3 separate regions of the Sus scrofa genome follow, and all the other regions are linked to region 3. A link is a contact called in public HiChIP or PLAC-seq data. All regions are on one chromosome and are shown on one strand. Each heading gives the region's core, a stretch centred on a gene start, on an enhancer-like site or on the middle of the called end of the contact. The rest is flanking DNA. Distances are from core to core; before and after follow the strand shown.

Region 1 (4,462 bases), core at 1,103-3,602, 560 kb after region 3:
AGTTCTGAGCCTCCCCAGGTTAGTTCAAGGCTAAACCAGCTGTACCTTTCTTCCACCTCCCCTTGAGGAAACAACTCCAGCCTTCCACCTGCCCCATGTCTGTCGTAATGAACCTGACTGGTCCACTGGAAACCTCAGAGTCATCATGGGAGCTTCTGTTGATGACTTTTTTTTTTTTTTTTTTTTTTGGCTTTTTAGGGCCATATCTACAGCATATGGAGGTTCCTAGGCTAGGAGGCGAATCAGAGCTGTAGCTGCCAGCCTGTGCCACAGCCACAGCAATGCAGGATCTGAGCTGTGTTTGTGACCTACACCACAGCTCAGGGCAACACTGGATCCTTAACCCACTGAGCAAGGCCAGGGATGGAATCTGCATCCTCATGGATGCTAGTCAGATTCGTTGCCCGCTGAGCCACGACGGGAACACGTCTGTTGGTGATTTTTAAAGTTCTAGTTCCTCACTTACCTTCCTCTTTGATCCCTGGCAAAGTTGCTATGAAGGAAATTGGGGCCTTATTAATTATAGAGCTGCTCTGGCTCAGATCTGAAGTCAAAAAATGAGGTTCTCCAATTCTTTTATCTTTGAAATAAGAGAATTGGACCTCAGTGAGTGACCATTTGATTACTCATCCCGTTGATGGTGGAAAACCTGAGGAAAAGCGAAAGGACCAGGCTGAGTATTCCAGACTGACGCCTTGACTGTCCTTACCTGATGAGGCAAATGGCAAACCCTCCATTTTGGCACAGGTGGCCTCAGCCAGCAAGAGAGAGAAAGTAGTGCCTCTTTCTTGCCTTTTGTAGACATGGTCTTATGCCCATTTTTTGATTGGGTTGTTTGGTTATTTTATATTGAGTTGTGCGTTGTTTGTATATTTCAAATATTTACCCCTTGTTGGTCACATCATTTGCAAATGTTTTCTCCTATCCCATAGGTTGTCTTTTCACTTTGTCAGTGGTTTCCTTTGCTGTGCAAAAACTTTTAAGCTTGGGATTTTACACTGTGGCTCAGTGGAAATAAGTCCAACTAGTATCCATGAGGATGCAGGTTCAATCCCTGGCCTCACTCAGTATGTCGGGATCCGGTGTTGCTGTGAACTGTGGTATAGGTCGCAGGTACAGCATTGCCCTGGCTATAGTGTAAGCAGGCAGCTATAGCTCCAATTTGACCTCTAGCCTGGGAACATCCATATGCCAAGAGTGTTGGGCCCCTAAAAAGCAAAAATCACTCACTCAATCAATCAACCAGTCAATCCCAGGTTAGTCTGACTCATAAATTCCCATGCCTTTCATGCCTATGCTATCAAACCATGAAGGCTGTGTTTCAGGATTTCAGAGCATGATACTGTTGAATTTATTCTGTGCTTGAAACTGGCCCAGATCCTGGTTAAAGACAGAATGAATGAAGGAGTGAAGGCGTGAAAAGCATGAGCCTTGAAGTATTTACCAATTGCAAGGAGAGAGAGGGATTGCTGTGGGAAAAGAACCTACCTCAGTCCTGCTAAATCAGTTACTCAGCCCTGGGAACCACAGTGAATTGTTCAGAAATGACCCTGACTGACTGTATCTTTTATTACAGTGCCTGGTCACCTGCGGAAAAGGGCATAAGCACCGCCAAGTCTGGTGTCAGTTTGGTGAAGATCGATTAAATGATAGGATCTGTGACCCTGAGACCAAGCCAACCTCCATGCAGACCTGTCAGCAGCCAGAATGTGCGTCCTGGCAGGCGGGTCCCTGGGGACAGGTATTTTGAATGATAACATTCTTAACTACATTCTTTCCTTCTTATCTGGAGTAGGCTCGTTGAGGGACATTCCAGAAGCAGGGATTTAACCCCTATGGCATGTGGCTTGCAAAGGTACCTCCATGGCGCCAAGTGCTAGCAACTCTGCAACCATTTTGCCCCACTTCTGAGGGTTGCTGCTTGCCCTCCTGGAGCTAATTATTCCCTTTCCAGACCCACGTGCGTGCCTTCACCCTTGGGTTAAAACCTTAGCTTGAGCACACGCACATTTGAACAAATTCACAACAGATCTCATGTCTGGCTGATGTTATCTACCAGCGTGTGGCTGTGGGTCTGTTACAGAATGTGATCCAGCGCCAGCGTCTTTGGCAGAAGGGTCTGGACTGGGGATTTGGCAAGGATATTTTGGCTTGCAGTGTCGTGATCCCTAAGCTCACCTCTTGTAAATAAGTCAGACTCTTCAAACAGAATTAATTAGATCAGAAGTCACGGAAATCGTCTGTCTTTGAAAGAATCTTTTCCAACCCCCCAGTGGAGGTTCCACAGCGACTTGAACAGTTCTTAAAGGAAAGAGTGAAAGTCTCCCTTGGGCTTGCATCTGAGAAGCCACTACTCTTGGAGTTGAAGCCTTCCTAATATAGAAGCAAAAGCATTCCCGGTACTATTTAAGTAGCACTCCAAGTTCCCAAGAGAAGCAGGGCAGCTGTTTGCTGTCACTTATGTAATCTCTTTAAAGAATGACTCTCCCTTTACCCTATCCAGCAAGAGCCACAGCCTCTTTAGCCTTCTAGCTTATGTCTTCATTTCCAACCTGTGTACAGTGAATGCGAGCAGCTTTATTACTGCCCCCTGACAATTTCTGTCTTTAACACCAGTGCCCTTCTGACTCCTTCCCATTATACAGCATCCTCACTCAGAATGGTTAATCGTGTTTGATTACGCTGAGTAAACAGGGGTGGGGGGTTCACTTAACCCTTCAGATCTTGCCTCCTTTTTGTCTACATCTGCATAACTCTTGTGAATAGTAACAGGAGGAGAACACACCTCAGGGTTACTGCTATGATTTGAATATAACATCTTTTAGAACTAACAGGACTGTTTTTTCCAATTTTTTTAAATTGAAGTATAGTTGATTTACAATGTTGTGTTAGTTCTGCTATACAGCAAAGGGATTCAATTTCATATATCTATTTTTTTCTGATTATTTCCCTTTGTAGGTTATGACAAGATATGAATATAGTTCCCTGTGCTATACAGTAAATCCTTGTTATTTATCTATCTTAAATGTAGTGGTGTGTATCTGTTAATCTCATACTCCTTATTTAACAAAAAGAAGAAAATCACATTATTAACTCTACACTGCAAAGTTAATACATTTATGATTTTCTTCTTATGTTTTAAGAACTAATATTAGATTGTACTTGGTCAATTTTTGTTAAAGTAAAACTTGCATAGCAAAATTAACCATTTTATGGTGAACAAATCAGTGACATTTAGTACAGTCATAATATTGCGCAACCACCACTTCTAATTCCACAATATTTTTGTCACCCTAAACACCCATTAAGCTGTCATTACATTACCTATTTCTTCCCATTTCCCCTTGAATCCTATAGCCAACAATCTGTTTTCTACTTCCATGGATTTACTTTTTCTAAATATTTCATACAAATGGAATCATGACAACATGGGACTCTGGTTACTTTTATCCAACATAATATTTTTAAAGGTAATCCATGTGGTAGCACACATCTGTATTTCACCCCTTTTATGGCTGCGTAATAGTCCACATATGGATATATTTGTCCGTTCATCCTTCTAAGACATTTGAATTTCTTGCACCTTCTGGCTATTAGGAATAGTGCTTAATTTTTCTATAAATATTTGGTAGAACACAGCCAGTGAAGCCATTTGGTCTTAGACTTTTCTGTATTAAGAGGTCTTTGATTACTGAGTCAGTCTTTTTACTTCTTGTAGGTCTATTCAAATTTTGTTTCTTCTTAAGTCAGATTTTGTGATTTGTGTGTTTCTAGGTAATTTGTGTTATGTTTGGAAATGTGTGTGTTTTATCTAGATTGTGTAATATACTGGCCTATAATTGTTCACAGTCCTCTCATTACCCTTTTTTATTTCTATAGGGTCAGGAATGATGTACTTATTTTCATTTCTGATTTTAGTTATTTGCATCTTCTCTCTTTCTCTTTTTGGTCAGTCTCAGTAAATGTTTATAAATGTTGTTGATATTTTTAAAGAGCAAACTTATAATTTTATTTATTCTGTTGTTTTTCTATTCAAGTCTTTTTTTTTTTTTTCATTCTGCTAGTTTTGAGTTTAATCTGCTCTTCTTTTTCTAGTTGCTTAAGGTGTAAAGTTAGATTACTGATTTCAGGAGTTCCCACTGTGGTTCAGTGGAACTTAACATGGTGCCCATGAGGATGCGTATTCAATCTCTGGCCTTGCTCAGTGGTTAAGGATCCACCATTGCCACAAGCTATGATGTAGGTTGCAGATGCAGCTTGGATTCAGCATTTGCTGCACCTGGCCTGTGGCATAGGCTGGCAGCTACAGCTGCAATTCAACCCCTAGCCTAGGTGCTTCCATGTGCTGTAGGTGTGGCCCTAAAAAAAGAAAACAATAATAAAAGATTATTGATTATAGAGCTTTCTTTTTTAATGATATAGGTGTTTATAGACATAAATTTCCCTCTTAGCACTGCTTTTG
Region 2 (4,227 bases), core at 225-2,724, 580 kb after region 3:
AAGTGATTGAAAATAATGTGCTGGAGTTCCTATTGTGGCTCAGTGGATTAAGAATCCTGTGTTGTCTCTCTGAGTATGCGGGTTTAATCCCTGGCCTTGCTCAGTGGGTTAAGGATCCAGCATTGCCATAAGCTGCAACACAGGTTGCAGACGTATCTCGGATGTGGTGTTGCTATGACTGTGGTATAGGCTGCAGCAACAGCTCCAATTTAACCCCTGGCCTGGGAACTTGTATTTTCCACAGGTGTAGCCATAAAAAGAAAAAAAATGTGTTAAATTAGTCTCTGGAAATGTTGCCATGTTCTTCATGGTTTTTGGGGTGTATGCAATGTACCCTTGGTTCCATGGCATCATGTCTCCCAATATTTCAATTCCCTGAGGAGCCATCATGAATAGGAGTTGTTATTCCTATCAAAGGTGATGCATTCTAATCATAGAGGTGAATAATTAGCTGTGTAGTCTCAAATAATAAAATTCTTCAGCTGTTACCTTTTAAGAGCCACCTACTATGACCACTGAAAGGCAGTCAGATATTTGGAACAGACAAAACTGGGCCCAGTTCCCACTCATGGCTCTTAAATGTTTTGTAATTTTAACAAATAACATCACTTTGCCAACTATCTCTATTGTATTGTTACCTGTAAATGGGAGTAGTAAGGACACCCACTTCACAGTATCCATGTCTATTTTATGAAATCTGTCTGTCAAAAGCCCAGCACATAGCCTTCAATTAAAGTTCACTGCTATTGTAATAAGGATAATCATTGTTATTGCTAATAATTATCATTGGTAAGACTATTATTATTGAATGGGACTTTGAACCACTATCATGGGTAGGACTCAGATGCTTATTGTTTTGTGTTTAGTTAACAAAGACCATATCCCTCTACTCTTGAATCCACAGGGAGAGCACGTATTTAAAGTTTGTTGAGTTGTTCTGTCTTGACTCTTAACATTTAAAAAATGAAACATGAGGGTTAACATCTTGGAGACCCCGCTCCCTACCAAGAGCAGGGTGAAAGACAGATGAGATGCATGGGCATATTGGTCCCCCCTTCTGGCTAAGCGAAATCACATGCCCACATTTCATGATCCCATACACGTAACCAGGTAGTCATAGGCAGTCCTAATGGAGAGTTTTGTTGACTTTTCATTGAGAGTACGTCATCCTGCAAGGTTTTTCTGAAAGGCCAGAAGGGGAAGTCAGGTTTGGAGACTTGTGTACTGTGAGTTTCCCAAAACTCCTCGTGAAGTTCTGTCCCATGGGGCCCTGTGCTTCAGCTTCTGTAACTGGATTGAGGCCAGGCGAGTACACGCATTTGCCGGGATGCTGGCTGTCAGCACGGACCAGATCCTTCCAAATTCTGTGGGAGATCTGGCCTTGACACAGCATTGTGGGGGGGTGGGGGGGAGAGACTGTCAGTGTTCCTGGATGCGAGCGCCTTGGGATTATGCAAGAAATACAGCTTGTTCCTGCCTCAGAAGCGTGGGTCTCGCCGACAGTCAGAACCTTATCCAGCGTTCCCACTGCACTGTTTACCCATCCTAGGGGATAGCCGTCATTATCCTCAGATGCAGAAATATCGTAAAATATTTTAACGTCACGGGGGCTGTGGAGACTGGAGTCACAGAAGAGCCAAAAGTCAATGACGGCTTCTTAGAGGTTGCCAGAAAATAAAACCAGCTAAGTCCTTATTTCCTTTATTTGGTACTGACTGGTTTTTAGATTTTTATTTGTTTGATGTTTAGTTTTGAATACCTCAGAGGCTGTAACCTTATCCTTGACTCTGGCCATTGACCTTGATCAAGTTAACCTCTCTTCATCTCAGTTGCCCCATATATAGCAAGTGGCAAATAATTAACACTCTCCTCTGGATGAGAAAATAAATATAAAAGCACTTAGTGCAGATGAAGCGCACACACTCAGTAAACAGTACCTACCATGAAGGCAGAAGTTTCCCATCTGCTGTATATATTACTTAGGGTAAATAGGCTTCATTCTGCATCCAGACCTAGCTGGCCTGATGCCATCATAGAGTCCAGCTAAGACATTTTTCTTACAGGAAAAGAAAATTTGCTGACAAAATAACTGCTGCCTTCCATTTCCTTCTTCCAGTGTTCTAAGCTCTGTGGCGGAGGCTTGCGAACAAGGCTTGTGGTCTGTCAGAGGCCCAGCGGGGAACGGTTTCCAGATCTGAGCTGTGAAATTCTCGATAAGCCTCCGGATCGAGAGCAGTGTAACACCCAGGCTTGTCCTCAAGACCCTGCTTGGAGTACTGGCCCTTGGAGTTCGGTACGGCCTTAACTGTTCATGTTTGTTAAGCCTACTACCTAAACTAACACACCCAATTCCAAGGTGTTTGGGGCACTCCTCTGAGACAGACCGTGATCTTACAAGACAGCCCTGAAACTGTGCTTTAAATAGTCTGTTACTCTTTTCATAGTGAGCCACGACAGAATGAATTTTTTTTATGATATTGCCAAAGTGACTTCAGAGAATACACGTACCTCACACCGGCCTGGTGCCGATGCCAAGAAATAGCTTCCTTTCCTAGAACTAGACTGTATATATTTGCGTGTGTGTTTTTAAAGACACGGCATAACTCCATGTCATTATTAAGTGCTAAAGTGATTTAAGTAGACAACTTAAAAGCAGATACTCTTTCCTTTACGAAGCCGGTAGTTTTGACTTCGGCGGGAAGATACCTGCTTGTTAAGGCCAAAGCAAGTTTTTGATTCAGTGGCTATACTTTGCCTCTGTGACTCGGGGACAGCTCTCAACACAAGCACCATGAAGGCTGTGCCCACAAAGCTGATTGAAATCATTGGGAAACATCCAAAGACCAACAGTGGACTCGGTGACTTGATGCCATTCAAGGCATCTGAAATGTTCTCTCACGTCTATCAAGAAACAAAGCCCATTTGAGGCCATTTTTCCTCTGATCCTAGACTTCCTTTGCGATCTGCTCTTAGCTGACATTGTAAGACAGGTTTGCCACTGTAAATACTATGCAAACTTCCAGGGCAGCTCTTGGCAAACAGAAAGACTGGCTATGTCAAAGCAATACTTTGGCTAAATTGTGCCATAGGTATGGAGCCATTAGGGTTGTTTCATGTAAATAGAGTAAACTTTCCTGTAAATACGTTAATTGCACTGAAGCTGAATTCATGTTATAGTGAGTCATATCCAGAAGTCTTTTTATTTCATAGGGTTCGGAGGAAAATTCTTAACCATTCCTGAAACCATCTAAAGAGCCGATTAACTGACTTGACATGGTTAATCTCTGTTGATGCTTCTAAGAATCAAGGGTTTCAATGTCGCAGATTGTGTCTGCAGGTTGAACACAAGCTGTATAATTAATGTACTTTCTATTAGGTAGAAATCTGGAAGAACTTAAAGTGTCATCTCAACTGGTACTATTTGGCTGGGCTGTTAAAGATTTTACTCAAGGGCATTTCAGATGTGTTGTTCACAGTGTTTTGTCTGTAATACTGGCACTCTTCCAGAATGAACATTTCAAAAAAGATCAGAAATAACCTCAGAATGTCAGGAACATCTTCTGACATTTCAACCTCCGTAAGTCACCTATTAAATATTATTTTCATGAAATTTTCCCTCTTGAACCCATTATATTTCTACTCTGTTCACTCAGCCAACACAAACACCACACTGAAGTTACATATCAAAAAGTCTAATAGCTCTCTAAAAAGCTCTGTTTCTTTAATATTGACCAAAAAACATTTGACCCTCAGAGGGTGTGTGTGTGTGTATATATATATACTATAATAATAATATAACACTATACATTATATATTGTATACAATATACAATATATATTATATACATTTTAGTTTCCACTGCATTCTCTTTTTTGAACATTTTCTTTTTTTTTTTTTTTTTTTTTTGTCTTTTTGCCATTTCTTGAGCCGCTCCCGCGGCATATGGAGGTTCCCAGGCTAGGGGTCGAATCGGAGCTGTAGCTGCCAGCCTACGCCAGAGCCATAGCAACTCGGGATCTGAGCCGCGTCTGCAACCTACACCACAGCTCACGGCAACACCAGATTGTTAACCCACTGAGCAAGGGCAGGGATCAAACCCGCAACCTCATGGTTCCTAGTCAGATTCGTTAACCACTGCGCCACAACGGGAACTCCTCTTTTTTGAACATTTTCTAAACACGTCTTAATTTTCTTTCACACAGGATCACCACTCTCCCACAGATATTT
Region 3 (4,611 bases), core at 207-2,706:
CAAGTCCGACATCTCAGGGAAGTAGAAAAAACCGTGAACCAAAAACTAGAAGACTCTTGCTTTAAAACTATGGACTCTTAGCTATGTCACTTAATCTCCTTTAGCCTCAGTTGTTTTGCCTAGAAAGTGGGAATAACAATGACTCCTGCCCTCTGTTTGTCATAGATTCTGCCTATGTGGAAATGCTTAAAAAGCCACAAGTCATTCTATACATGTTAATTATCATGTCCTGTCATCAAGGTGAAAGAATTTATGGATGCAGATTACAACTTCAGGGGAAAAGCATGCTCATGTTTTAACATTTGTTTTCTCAAGTATCTGAGTATCTAAATATCATTCCTAGTATCTGATCATATTTTCTGTTATAAACAGCTTCTCATCAACTGGCATCTGTTTTGGGGAGCAGTGCAGCAGGGCGCTCAGACCATGGACTTTGGAGTCATACAGATACAGGTTCACTTCTTCACTCTGCGATTTGATAGCTGTATCATCTTGGTGGAATTATTTAACTTCTCTCAGTTTCATTCTCCTCCTCTTGCAGAATGAATCTATTAATAGATCTGACCTCCCAAGCCTGTTTTGAAGATTAAGTGAAATATTACATGTAAGGTTGTTACACATGTGAAGAACTCATGACCTGGTAGCTATTATGATTTCTTTGCGCTTTCAGTTCTACAGGGCACATTTCAGCTGCCTTTTCTCATTTAATCATCTTTAACATCTTTAATTTAGGTAGTGGTGGTTGGAAGCCTGATCATTAGCCATCTCACATCATTTATTCACGTAGGTCGGGTTTGCACGGATATGCAACGGTCCTCTCTTCCCCCTGTCCCCGAATTTCCTGGAAAAATGCTCTAGGAGAGGGAATGACATGGAAGAGGGGTGGAGACAGCTAGCTGTTGGAAGGGATAATGATGAGAGCAAATGACATTAGGCCACTTCAAATGTAGAACGTTCCCATGCCCCTGGGCACTGATGACACTACAGAGAGTTCCCATCAGTCCTTGCATCACTGGCCGGCCTCCCTGGCAGTCACCCGCAGGAGAGCATGCTGGTGCCGCTTTCCGAAGTGATGCTGACGCACAGCCCTGTGGGGTTCCAAACAGTTCCGGGGAAGGAGTGGGCGCCAAGCCAAGCTGGGACTCCTGATGTCACAGAGGAATCTTAGCACTTGGAAGGCTGACAGAGCCTGCCTTTGTCAGTTATGCTGCGTTGCAAGTCAGAAGGGAACTGAAGCTCCAGAAAGCCAGGCAAAATCAGAACAAGGTATATAGATTTATTTTGCTGAAAGTATGGAAAATGCTAAAGGGACATCTCCCAGTCCCTAGCCTGTACCTGCTAATCCTCTCTAAACCAATGGACTAGAAATTATGACCATCAATAAAGGGCAAACACCCAGCTCAGCCATCCTGCATCAGACCTGAGGTTCTCAGGGTCCTTTGCCAAAGCAGAGGATGTGGACGGAGTAAAAGCTGTAGGGGGAGCTATTTTGTTTTGAATGTGGAGTGTAATCTGACTTTTCAAGTAAGCAAGATAGTAAAATTCTAAGAGCTTTTTCTAGAGAAAAACTGTACTTTCTGGGGCATTAGGAAAATATTGTAGAAAGAAGCCCTGATTGTCAGATGGGAAACCTTAGGTTAAATATATCAAGGTTGAGTCTGACTTAGGAAACGAGGGCCATGCTCTCCCAACTGTACTAAATCAAAATCAGGTATTTTAGGAGTAAGGAAAAAACTCAGGCTTTGGAGCCAACAAAACCTGGGTTCAGGTCCCACCCCCACCTCTGTCATTTCAATTTAATTTGACAAATACACTTAAAACTTAACCTGTAGTAAATGCTCTACAAATGTTTTTTCTACCCTCCTCATTTTTTTCTTTCTTTCTTTCTTTCTTTCTTTCTTTCTTTCTTTCTTTCTTTCTTTCTTTCTTTCTTTCTTATCTGCACCCATGAAATATGGATGTTCCTGGGGCCGGGGATTGAATCTGACCTGCTGATGTGGCAATGCTGGATCTTTTAACCTACTGTACTCGGCCAGCTGGGGATTGAACCCATGCCTTGGCAGCGACCTTAGCCATTGTAGTCAGATTATTCACCCACTGTGCCACAGCGGGACCTCCAACCCTCCTCATTTCTTAAGAGCATCAAATACCACACTTGGCCATCCTCATCTTTGAATTTTACATCTCTCATTGTTTTTTTTTTTTTTTTTTTTTTTTTTGCTGCTTTTAATATGGAAGATGTGATTAGGTTCACCAAACAGGACACATAAGCAAAATGAGTTGTGCTGTGAAGCTAGGTGTCCTCTGTTCACATCTTCTAAGAGAATGGTTTGAGGCCAGAGTCTTGGCAGAAGAGCATTTGATACCATGGAGAAATGTATGTGTATTCAAGTACAGGTCAGAGAGAAAATAATGACTGAATGGCATTTGTTTCTGTGGAGAGGCATGGGCAGTGACTTGAAAATGATTCCTGAACAAAAGCATATTTTCTGGCAGGCTATGGATATACGATTGTAGCCGCCCAGGGACTGCTTGGCTCCTCAGACATAATATTCTGCTCAGGTTAAGCCTCCTTCAGAACTCCAAAGGCCAGAGGTCCAGCGAGCCAATTTCTCTGCCTGCAACAAAACAAAGATTGCTTTGGAATCCATCTTATAAATCACAAATAGGGCTTACCACCAGGCCAAGGAAACTATTTGTAGTTAACCAATAAATGGAATCAAGAGAGGGGCAGAAAACACAGACCATGAAAGACGAGCCACAGATTACAAGGGAAAGTGTTCTATGTGTTGTCTCTCCTGCTCTGTCAGGCTCCAGGCCTCTTAGTGAGCAGCTATATCCTCTCAGGGATATTACTTCAGAGAGTCTCTCAGAATCCTTGCTAAGAGGTTGCTTTCTTACATTTTTTTTCCTCCTGCCACTTGTATACAAGAGAATTCCATATTTGACAGTGTCCTGGTACTTCCTTTATTGAACAAAGGCATCTGAAATTTTCCGTGACGGTAACATTTAAGTTACCTCAAGTCCAGTCTTAAAATAGTTGTTACGCTGAAGGGGTATTGTTAGCATAGAGCTGGAAGGAAATATGGAGACAATTACTTCAGTTCCCTCGTTTTGTAGGTGACAACTTGGACGCCCAAGTTTAGTGCCTTCTCAAGGCAACACGAGACTAACTGAGGTTAGGGCTGGGTTGGGAATTCAGATTCGTATTTCCATGCTGAGGCTCTCTTGCTATATCATCATTTGAGTAGTATTTGATAGTAAGAACATTACCAGGGATACACGTCTAAGAGAATAGCACCAGAAAACTGTCCCGCTATAGAAAATCATGACCCGGAGCGAAGACACCACAGGGAACATAAGTTTACCTTTTAGGAGAACATAGCAAACAGAAGTTGAATGACTTGCCTAAGGTACTAGGGCTAATCACTGATGGACTCATTGTATCTGGCATTTCTGGTCCTAGTTAGAAATTATGCTAGAATTGGCCAAGTGTTTGACTGCACTGACTCATCTGTGTTTAGAGTATTCCAAAAGATTTGCTACCCTGGCTTCAGAGGTGTGTGAGGAAGTTTGCACTTTGGGAGCACATGGAGAGGCTGGAAATGGGAATTCCAACCAGCCTGAATGGGGAGAATTTTCCAGTGGTGTCTCCATTCCTCTACCACATGGGAGAGTAGGGTGGCGTAATAAGAGACAGGGAGTTCCCATTGTAGTTCAGTGGGTTACGAACCTGACTAGTATCCATGAGTGTGTGAGTTTGATCTGGCATTGCCATGCTCTGTGGTGTAGACTGAAGATGTGGCTCAGATCTGGTGTTGCTGTGACTGTGGTGCAGGCTGGCAGCTGCAGCTCCAATTAGACCTCTAGGCTGGAAACTTCCATGTGCTGCAAGTGCAGTGCTAAAAAGCAAAATAAATAAATAAATAAATAAATAAATAAATAAATAAAAAGAGCCTAAGTGACTTTGAAATGTGTATGTGTATTGTCAGGAATAGGTAGGGGTGGGATGGATGGGAACTGGTATGGGGAGCAATCTATTGTTTCCTTTCTTCCCTGCCAGCTCTCACAGGGACCCTTATAGTCAAGTAGAGTTTTCATGGCTCTTCTGATTTGACAAGGGGTAGACACTGATGGCATCTATGAAAGCCTTTCTCCAGGATATTTTTGCAATTGGGCATAGTGATTTAGTTACCTTTGGAGAGATGACAATCATACAGACTTGTAATCTGAAGCCACCACCTTAGAGATGCCACTATCAGATATGTGTACATAAGCAGAAAACAACTATGTCGAGAGAAACTGAGATCAATGACTGAATGGATGGATTGCATATGCTTTATCTCCTAGCTCTAAGGGGTATTTCAACTCAGATTTTTCAGTGTTATCCTGCAGATTCGACTATAAAGCCAATCCATTGGAAGACAAAGTGGAGACAGGGAGTAAAAATGGGTCAAGATAATGTCATTTGGATCTGGAATCTAGTTGTGCTAAAGCCAACCTCTACACTGGACATTTCTGAAAAAGAGGTCAATAGCTTCTCTTTTTTAAGTGAAGTCAGTAATAGTTGAGTTTTCAGCTCCATGCAAGAGAGAGTTGTAACTGACACAT

What was found. HiChIP or PLAC-seq counts read pairs in DNA pulled down with a chosen protein or histone mark.
Region 1: a contact with region 3 is called in an H3K27ac HiChIP or PLAC-seq map of skeletal muscle. The contact joins two enhancer-like sites. A contact is called at or near these places in 1 of 47 Hi-C or Micro-C datasets (retroperitoneal adipose tissue) and 1 of 2 datasets of contacts at active chromatin or transcription factors (skeletal muscle).
Region 2: an H3K27ac HiChIP or PLAC-seq map of skeletal muscle shows a contact between it and region 3, with 7 times the contacts expected there. The contact joins two enhancer-like sites. A contact is called at or near these places in 2 of 47 Hi-C or Micro-C datasets (retroperitoneal adipose tissue and skeletal muscle) and 1 of 2 datasets of contacts at active chromatin or transcription factors (skeletal muscle).

Annotation. Positions count from the first base shown.
Region 1 is chr13:46,122,546-46,127,007 of Sscrofa11.1, reverse strand. ADAMTS9 (A disintegrin and metalloproteinase with thrombospondin motifs 9) reads left to right here. Exons shown (of 40, transcript XM_003132298.6): 22 at 1,577-1,741. Among named protein-coding and RNA genes, the nearest start is that of ADAMTS9, 84 kb to the left of the region's middle. Within about 2 kb of position 2,352, at least 26 of the 83 cell types and tissues checked have an H3K27ac peak or open chromatin away from gene starts, as enhancers often do. A contact at or near this core is called in skeletal muscle, where this site is marked.
Region 2 is chr13:46,105,733-46,109,959 of Sscrofa11.1, reverse strand. ADAMTS9 (A disintegrin and metalloproteinase with thrombospondin motifs 9) reads left to right here. Exons shown (of 40, transcript XM_003132298.6): 28 at 2,117-2,293. Among named protein-coding and RNA genes, the nearest start is that of ADAMTS9, 100 kb to the left of the region's middle. Within about 2 kb of position 1,474, at least 19 of the 83 cell types and tissues checked have an H3K27ac peak or open chromatin away from gene starts, as enhancers often do. A contact at or near this core is called in retroperitoneal adipose tissue and skeletal muscle, where this site is marked.
Region 3 is chr13:46,682,471-46,687,081 of Sscrofa11.1, reverse strand. No RefSeq gene overlaps it. Among named protein-coding and RNA genes, the nearest start is that of ADAMTS9, 480 kb to the right of the region's middle. Within about 2 kb of position 1,456, at least 20 of the 83 cell types and tissues checked have an H3K27ac peak or open chromatin away from gene starts, as enhancers often do. A contact at or near this core is called in retroperitoneal adipose tissue and skeletal muscle, where this site is marked.